Regions from separate parts of the Mus musculus genome. Here all the other regions are linked to region 1. Evidence: chromatin contacts called from public promoter capture Hi-C data. All regions are on one chromosome and are shown on one strand. Each heading gives the region's core, a stretch centred on a gene start, on an enhancer-like site or on the middle of the called end of the contact. The rest is flanking DNA. Distances are from core to core; before and after follow the strand shown.

Evidence for each region. Promoter capture Hi-C pulls out the DNA fragments that hold promoters and counts their contacts.
Region 2: a contact with region 1 is called in a promoter capture Hi-C map of liver, with 4 times the contacts expected there. The contact joins the promoter of Dad1 here to the promoter of Supt16 in region 1. A contact is called at or near these places in 2 of 39 promoter capture datasets (both in liver) and 1 of 9 other capture datasets (adipose tissue).
Region 3: a promoter capture Hi-C map of liver shows a contact between it and region 1, with 5 times the contacts expected there. The contact joins the promoter of Lrp10 here to the promoter of Supt16 in region 1. A contact is called at or near these places in 2 of 39 promoter capture datasets (hippocampal neurons and liver).

The regions. Positions count from the first base shown.
Region 1 is chr14:52,195,984-52,198,888 of GRCm38.p6, forward strand. It overlaps Supt16 (SPT16, facilitates chromatin remodeling subunit), which reads right to left and starts at 1,256. Exons shown (of 26, transcript NM_033618.3): 1 at 1,102-1,256. The coding sequence starts at 1,167. Chd8 (chromodomain helicase DNA binding protein 8) reads right to left here. Exons shown (of 38, transcript NM_201637.3): 38 at 2,168-2,905. The coding sequence ends at 2,609.
Region 2 is chr14:54,252,636-54,255,666 of GRCm38.p6, forward strand. It overlaps Dad1 (defender against cell death 1), which reads right to left and starts at 1,294. Exons shown (of 3, transcript NM_001113358.1): 1 at 997-1,294. The coding sequence starts at 1,207. It also overlaps a transcript of Abhd4 not described here.
Region 3 is chr14:54,462,882-54,465,679 of GRCm38.p6, forward strand. Lrp10 (low-density lipoprotein receptor-related protein 10) reads left to right here and starts at 1,266. Exons shown (of 7, transcript NM_022993.3): 1 at 1,266-1,730; 2 at 2,023-2,067; 3 at 2,693-2,798. The coding sequence starts at 1,694.

The DNA of each region.
Region 1 (2,905 bases), core at 6-2,505:
CATACATCATAACACAGTGACAGTAAATATTCCCTGGATAGGGATATAGCTTAATGGTAAAACACAGAGGTGGTGGTAGGGCCAATCCTCAGGACCAAACAATATAATTTTGTGATAGAGACCACTAAGTCATCTAAAAAAAATTAGCCAATAAAGTGAAAAACCCTATATTATTTTCAGCACGCAATGCATCTTGCTTAAAAGATACATAGGCTTTTTTCTGATGAGGCAGGAAAAACAACCGACTTCAGTAAAGGTTCAATTTTATTTACTAAATGACGAGCCGATTGATACAGTCTCACTATGAAGCACAGGCAGGCTTGAAACTAGTCATTTTCCTGCCTCAGCCTCAGAAATCATGGGATTACATGCAGGAGCCAAGAATGGAGAGGACCAATCAGTATAAGATAGTTTACAAAGCTGAAACCGGAGTTGGTATTTTTTCAGAGCATTTTCGGCTTTCTTTTTTATCAGTTCTATTTCCCCTCACTCACAAGGTTCAGAGCCCAGACGATAGACCGTTCAGACAGTATGAAATCAATCAAACACTTGTGAAGTTAACAAGTTAACTAGCAAAAAAGTAAGTTTGAAATTATGATTATAAAACAGGGAAACTGCCCAATCTTTGGAGAAGCCCTGGAACTTCCACAGCGTTTTCCTCAACACGTGCCCCCGGTATGCTGCCGACATGGGAAACCGGCTTTGAGGCGTCCCATCAATTAATTCTTAGGAGAGCCCGCAGGTTCCCAGCGCTGGGTCTGTGACCCACGCAGGGCCTAAGGAGAAGCAGCGGGGCGCGGGAGCAGCATTTCTCAACTCCAGCAGAGGCCGGGGAGCGGGGAGCGCCAAGAGCTCCGGGCACAGCTTTCGCGCCCCTTTCCCGCAAACGGTAATTGTGGCGGGACCTGGGCGGGCCGCTGTGGCCGCGGGGCGGGCCAGGCGCGTGCGGACCCCGCAGGCGCAGCACGGCGCGGCGAGCCGGACGCTGCCGGGGCAGGCGGGAGCGCGGCGGAGCCGGAGGTTTCTGGCTGAGGGGGAAAAGGGCGCCGGGAAGCAGGCTATTATGGGATGTGGGGCTCCCGGGGGCGCGGGGCTCCTTACCCGCCAGTTACTGTACAATCTCTTCACTCGCCGGTAGTACGCGTCTTTGTCCAGAGTCACAGCCATTGCCCTGGACGCCGCTTCCCGTCGGGCTCCGAGAATCACGCGAGGTCCCAGCTCCGCCACCCGCGCTCGGCCCGGAATCCCGCACTCTCTGTGACCCGGAAGTACCGACCGCCCGGTATCCCCTTCCGCTTCCGGGTCCCTAGAGCGTCGAAGATTTAAAAAGCGAAAAAACCAAACCCACCGCTCGTTCCGTAGGGTGGCGGGAGGAAGGGCAACCGAGGACGCAAAAGTGAAGTCAACAGACCGAGGTGCAGCGCGGGCTCGCGGGCTCTGGAAGCTCTCTCCGGCGCCAGAGGCTCCCGTCACGTGACCCGCCCACTTTCCGAGCTCCGGGCGCTCTGGGCGGCGGGCAGAGGGAGGGGAGCAGAAAGAGCGGGACCCGCGTGCAGCCAGGCGCAGGAGTGAGTCCTCTGCCCCAGGGCAGGCCAGTGACCGCCCCGGGGAAGGCACTCTCAACCAAACACTGCACCCCAGAGGGACGGAGCCCACCTTCGCGAATAAGCTGCGCGGTGGGCAGCAGAGTAGGAAGGAAAGGTTCTGTTTTCCTTTAAGAGATGGGCCGGTAGGGTGGAAGGAAACAAATGGCTCGGAGTGGCTCCTAAACTTTGTAGTTCTTTCCAGCCTCGCGAAGACCCAAGTTGTGAAGGCACCCTTTTTGTCAGCGTGTACTTTTGCTGTATTTCATGAAAAGCCACATTATTCTCTGGCTTTCCCCAAGAATAGTTATCCTGACTAATTGAAAAAAAAAATATGGCTCTTGAAATTAATCCTCGTTTAAGAATGTGAAGTACAATTCAAAATATTTTACCTCTTTATCTTGTATCATTTCCTTGGCTTTAACAAACGGGATAACCCGCCATTATATATGCCTATTGAGGACTACAAATGGCTTTTCTATTAGTTGCAACAGTATTGAACTGTAGGAGAATGGTGTTTAAATTACGCAGCAAAAAACAGTACTTATATTGTGTTTAAGGAAACAGAACATAGGAAGAATGGAAAAGGATTAACTTAAATTTATTAATGCCAAGGGGAAGGAAGGTAACAGTTCCTGACCCTCCAGCTGTAGCCACAGTTTGGCCAGGAACAGGCTCTGCCAGAGGCTAGGGCCAGCGCTACATAGTCTGTGGTTAATGGAGGCGTCTGGGGAGGGGTGAGCACACCAGCTGCTCTAAGCTCCTTTGCTTCCCCAGAAACGAGGAAGTGGTCATTTATTATTTTTTTTTTTTAGGAGTTCCCCTGCCCACCCAATCCTCTCAAAATTGGGAGCAATTGGGTACAAGTTTTTTGTTTTTTTTTGTTTTTTGTTTTTTTCTTTTTCTTTTCACCTCCTGAAGTCTTGGGTTTCCCCATATTGTTCCCTGCCCCTCCCACATTTCCAAAGTCCAAGGGCCAGAGTAAGGGATTCCAGCAGCCACCCATCACGGGTCTATATGGGGCTTCAGTCGTCAGCATCTTCACTGGAGTCTGAGTTGGCTGGCATCATAGGGTCATCAATGAGTGAGAAGTCCCGTTCTGAGCTGTCATAGCCCTGAGATAAATCATCATCTTCTTCATCCTCCTCTTCATCATCGTCCTCAGGTTGCAGTGTTGGTAACCGCAAGGCAGTACCAGAGGTGGTAGTAGCTGGTGAAGAAGGGTAGCCAGTGGTTCTCAAGCCTGGATGGTGATGGTGGTGATGGTGGGGGTGGGGATGGTGGTGGTGATGATGAAGCATGGTGCTGGAGTCTACATGAGG
Region 2 (3,031 bases), core at 44-2,543, 2.1 Mb after region 1:
ATCCTGATGGTTAGGGTGTAGCCTCCAGAAACTGGACCAAAAACCAAAGACACTATGATGACCACTGAATAAGCTGACTTTGCAGCTCTAGCTCTGACTGGGGCACAAGTCGGCTGGGGCCTATTTAAGTTCTGAAAAGTAAAATTGTTCCCAGTGGGCCTGACCTAGCAATGTGAATGTGTACATGTGACGTGAGGTTTATGTTAAGACACTAAATCAAGTCTCCAGACAAGTCCAATGCTATATTTTGTCTCTGCCCAAACCAGCTGTAATTCACTGAGGAAAACAATTGCTAATAAACCCCCAAAACACTGCTGACTGACCATGATACATTTGGTAGTAACATTCCTAAGCCAAACCTGTTCCCAGTATTCTCTCAGTTCCATGGGGCAAGAAAAGTCAGACTTCAGATGAAATCCATGGCGGCAATCCTCATTAAACCTGGAAGTCTGTAAGGTTATTAAATGTGTAGAAGAAAGAAGAGCTAATACACAATTGTGTGAATAAAAATTGAGTTGAGGGTAAAGAGAAAAAGCACATAAATTATGCACAGAAATAAGTAGGGGCAACTAAAAAGCCAGCATCAATTGGGTTGCCTCCTCACAAGCAGTCACTAATATTTATATTCCTATACTATCACCAAAGTCTTCTCCTAGATGAAGTAGGGATTAGGCCAAAGTGATAGAAATGTCTCAGCTTGGCATTTTAATTTAAAGCTCTACCAACTTTAAATTTGTGTTAAAGTTTCATCAAGGTAGGATATTTTTCCTTAGAGAAGTATTAATTGCGACGAACACCAGAAGACTATTTCTTTACATATTCAGTTTCAACTCCTGTTAGGCATTAGAAACGTGACATTTCTGAGCCTGCTTCCTGGATCCCAAGAAGTAAGCGTGACTTCACAGACGACGGCCTTCTACAAACTACCAAAGGGTACCGTGAGGACGAAGCTGCGCGCCAAAGTGGGACATTATGACCAGGATACAGAATCATTACCCGCTAGGATGAAGCTGCCCACACAAGAGATGAAGCCAGAGAGGAAAGAGTTGAAGGGGAAGGTGCCCACGAGGAGACAGTAGCCGAACTGCAGCGCCCCGGTCAGCAGTATATAAAGGAGATAGGCGTCCAGCAACTTCAGCCGCTGCGGAGTGGAGCTCAAGTACTCCTCCAGGAACCGGGAGATGACGGACACCACAGACGCCGACATGACGAACACGGGGACTTCGGATACCGGACGACCACAGACGATGTGGCTCGCGCGTGCGCGTTAGCGGGCCCTAGCCACGCCCACACCGGCGGGCCAATTGGCTCCGGCGTAAAGGCCAGCCTTGGTGCGTCACAATTAATGCGCAGACACAGGCTGCATACCCAGACTGAGAACTACAAACGGAAATAAATTAATGCTCCTGCGCAGGGCCTATCTCCCCCTCTGGAGACGTGTACTATAGCCTTATTTCCGCCCTGCGTTTGTTGACGCCCTCTGTTGCTCTGGCGACGAGATTTGTGACCGGAACAAGGGGAGAGGTTTAACAGCGGACAGAGACGCTTCCCAGAGAGTTCCGGCTCTCTTTGATCCCCCTCAGTGGTCTAGCTTGGGAATCTGCTTAGAGACCAAGCTGGCGGTCCAGGGACTTAACCTGCCTGGCCCTAATTCTCTTAAAAGCTCTATCTTCAGATGCCTATGACCGATCATTAGAGCAGGTCAAGTTCCTCCGCAGTGAGAACTATGCTTATACGGGCCAAGCGCCGGTTTACACTGGCGGGAGAGGGTTGACCTCTACAGGATCCTGAACTGGAAGGCTGAATCTGGGCCCCACGAAGAACCTAAGCCAGCAGGTATTCATTCATTCAACAAACGCTCGTTGAGTACCAAGGAGGTCCAATAGCTGTAGTTATATTGTAGGAATTTTTAGGTTAATCAGTCACTGTCTAAAAAGAGAGATAGTCACTTGTGCGTAGAGTGAAGGGTCAGGATCAGCAGCAAACTGACATTGTACAACAGGTATTGTTATAATATTCCTTGAATGGCTCCAAAGAGCATATTTGTTTCAACCTGATCCTCTGAATCATTTTATAGAAAAAGAATTGAAAGTTTGAGGTTTTAACAAGTACAATTAACTGCTTTTTAGCGTTTTAGCTGAAGAAAACTTAAGTTCTGCCTTCTGGTTTGCACTGCCATTACAAGTTCACAATAACCCGACCTTCTAAACCTAGTATCTCATCTTTCAGTTAAAAAGTCTACCCGCATAGAATCCGGTACTTCATTTCAGCGTTTAAGACACTTCCAACTGCCCTGCCTAACTAGTTGAGCAGCATTTCTAAACCCGCAACTGAACTACTGTCGCTTGTTATCTGTATTTAGCCCGGAAACACTTAGCGCCACAATCCAATAAGACGTAAATAGCCCTGCCCAGGTTCCAGTGAATCACTCGTGTCTTTGGAAAGCCTTAGTCTGTTAAAAGAGGTAAATCCATATTCACAAGAGAGAAGTTTGCACTCCTAGAAATGTAGCCTCTGTGCTCTTGTGTTACTGTAGAGTGGGTGGGATGTGGAAGGATAACCAGACGGGTTCCTACTCCACATAATATGAAATGCATCTGCAATTGAACCCTTCTCCCTGTCTCAGCACAAGTAGAACAGATTCCTCTGGTCGTCAACTTAAGGCCAAATGGGCTAACTGGCTGTTTCTAATTATCCAGTAATGAATTCTTCCAGAAGTTCCTGTGCCATCATCCCAGCACCTTCCAGAAGTGTCTTAGCCTTTGATCTTTGTCATTAACATCTTCATAGGAGTTCCCTAGGAAGACAGAATCAATGCAAGACATCACTTATTGAGACAAGCATACTCATTCTAAGACAAAGCCATTCTGAACTCCAGATTTTCTCAGCTACCTGAATTAACAATACGGAAAAGTTTTGTTTTGTGTTCAGTATATGAACATAACTAAACTCTCAATAGGGATTCATACGGTCATTGGTTTTGAGTAGTGTGAGTCAGAACATTACTATGTGTAAAAAGCTCATGTGCAGA
Region 3 (2,798 bases), core at 16-2,515, 2.3 Mb after region 1:
TTCCAACACTGACTTCTCAGAGGTGTGGTCACCTTTCAGTGAGATAATATATGCAAAATGCTATGATTAATACCTAGCAGATGGTGAGTGATTCTCTAGAAGCACTGAAAATATTTGTTGACATTTATTTTAATCATTCATCCACACACACACACACAAGTTGCAATGTATGCCACAGCACACAGGTAGATGGCATTTATTCATGTTTCATATACACATCACAAGTAGCCTGATGATAAATTTAATCAAGTATTTTTAGCAATGCTGAAGATGAAACAAAGTTTTACTGTATGGAATTTCCCACCTGTGGCACTATGTTGGTGCTCAAATTGTTTAAAACAGTGGGAGCCATTCAGATTTGAATATTCAGATTTGGGGAAGGTATTACTAAACTTCTCCATGCCAGCACTTCCTTATCTGTAAAATGGAAGTAACCATAGACTACCTCACAGGACTGTTGACAAGAGGAACAAACATCTCGCTGTTAAATATTTACTATATGTATACTAAATGTACTTAGGTATAAGCCTGAAATGTGAAAAAAAATATTCAACTTGTTATTCTTTTGTAAATATTACCCACCTGTGCCACAGGAAACCGGAAACCCACAAAATTTAATAATACTACCCTGTAACTGAGAATAATTGTTGCTATCAGATAGAAACACCTCACTTCCTATGTCTGCCAACGTGCTTAGGGCTCAATCTACAATGTTACCCTAAATGTTCACAAGTACCATAGGAGGGAGTCACACTATCATGACCCTCAATTTTTACAGGACTGCTTGAACGGAGGAGTAATTTTCTCAAGTTCACGGATCCAGCAAGTGAAGCCATATTATGTCTTTACCATTCGTAGAGATCACTGCATCTCAGCAGGAGAGCAAGCAACACTCTTGGGACAAAGGTACCCAGTCTAGGCCCCAGCCTACAGGAAGTGTCAGTTTCCAAAGCTGAGGCGGGGGCGGGAGTGATGAATAAACATTGTAACAGATAATTATAATAGCGCCTGGTAATTGGTTCAGTAAAGGCTTACTACCAGAAGCGCTACGGGATCTAAGGCGCTGGGTGAAGAAAAAGTACTGAGGATTTAAGGGTCCAAAGACACGTAGCAGTTACGGCGGGAAAAGCAGACATCCTTTGACAAGACACATCTGAAAGATAACGCAGGCGGCAGCCAAAGGGCGATCCGGAGCGTGACGGCAAAAGCAACCCGGAAAGGAGCTGAGCGCAGGTGGGCGTGGCCGCGCGGTGACTGGCAGGGGTGGGGCCAAGCTGGCCGCGCCCCTCGTCGCCGGCTGCTGGGCTTCGGCCGGGGTCCGCTGGGGCACCGCGAGCTGTGCAAAGCCGCCGTCCCCTAAGGGCCGCGGGGACCGAGCCGCACGCCGGCTCGGGGACGGGCAGTCCACAAAGTTTGGTCCGCGGAGGACGCAGCGTCGAGCCCGGCAGGTGCGGCCGGGCCTGGCCGGGGCGCTCGCGGCCTTCCGGGCGAGCACCGCCGGGCACTGGTAAGGAGCGATCAACTCTGAAGTTAGCAAGAGGCGTCACGCCTGTTCCTCTCCGCCGTGCGTCCAGCCCTGGCACCCCGAGCCTGGGTCGCACCGGGGCTATGCAGCCCCCACCCGGCGAGGAGCTTCCTGCCAGGTAGACAAGAGGCGCCCCGGGACCCTGCCGGCACCCCTGTTCAACCCAGGATGCTATCGGCCCTCCCTCTTCTTTTCCTCCTCCTCGGTAAGAGTCCCCGCCCCGGTGTCACTGCCCGCCGTCCCGCGCCCTCCTTGGTGACCCACGACCCCTGCGACCGCCGCCCCGTCGAGCCTCGGCCTCCTCTCGGGCTGTCCCACACTGTCCCTCCCACTCACAGCCAGGGAAGGCGACCTTTCGGCGAGGTCACGCACCTCCTTCCGGCTCCTCTACCCCTTCCTATAAACTGTCCGGAAGTCTCAGATGGGCCTCCCCTTGGAGTTGCCCAGGTGAAGAAAACTTGACTCTCTCTGCTGCCCTTTCTCGATTCCCCCTCTAGGAGGTGCTCTGGCCCGCCCAGACCGGATCACTTTCCCACGTTCTGGTAAGTAAAGCGAGTTCCTAGGGTTCTGGGGCATGGGAATGAAGATGCACCCTAGAGAAAAGAATCTCTCCCCTGGATCCTGGAGTCTGCTGTAATTTTAGAATAGGTATCATCCATTACTTTACAGAAGGGGAAACTGAGGCTCAATGTGAACTGGCACCTGGTAGTTGTTAAGAACCATCTCGTTTTTTTATGTGTAATATCCGTGTTTTGTCTCCCTAGTTAGGGTAAGGTCTTCCTGAGAGTAGAAACAGTATTTCTCTGCCAACTGACCCTGTGGCTGGCACAAAGCCTACAGTAACATTACTTATAGTGTGAATACTTAAGATGAAGTATAAAGAATATGGAAAAGGAGTAGGGTTGTCAACTCCTATAATCCCAGCACTTGAGAGGCAGAGGAAGGAGAATCAGTTCAAGGCCAGCCTCAGCTATATAGTGACTTTGAGGATATCCTAGGTTACAAAAGGTTTTTGTTTTTAAACAAACAAACCAAAAAAAAAAAAAAATGGAGAGGGACCAGTTGGCTGTAACTGGTGGGTGGAGATTTTTGCCATCTTGAGGCATTCAGAGGGGAAGAAGAATATTAAAGAACTCTACCAGTGTCTCCCCCCCCTTCTCCCTCTAGCTTGTGAGGCGCCCCCAGCTGTGCTCTCAGAAGTACAAGGCACTTTACAGAGGCCTCTAGGCCGGGACAGCCGAAGCTCCCCTGCCAACTGCACCTGGGTTATCCT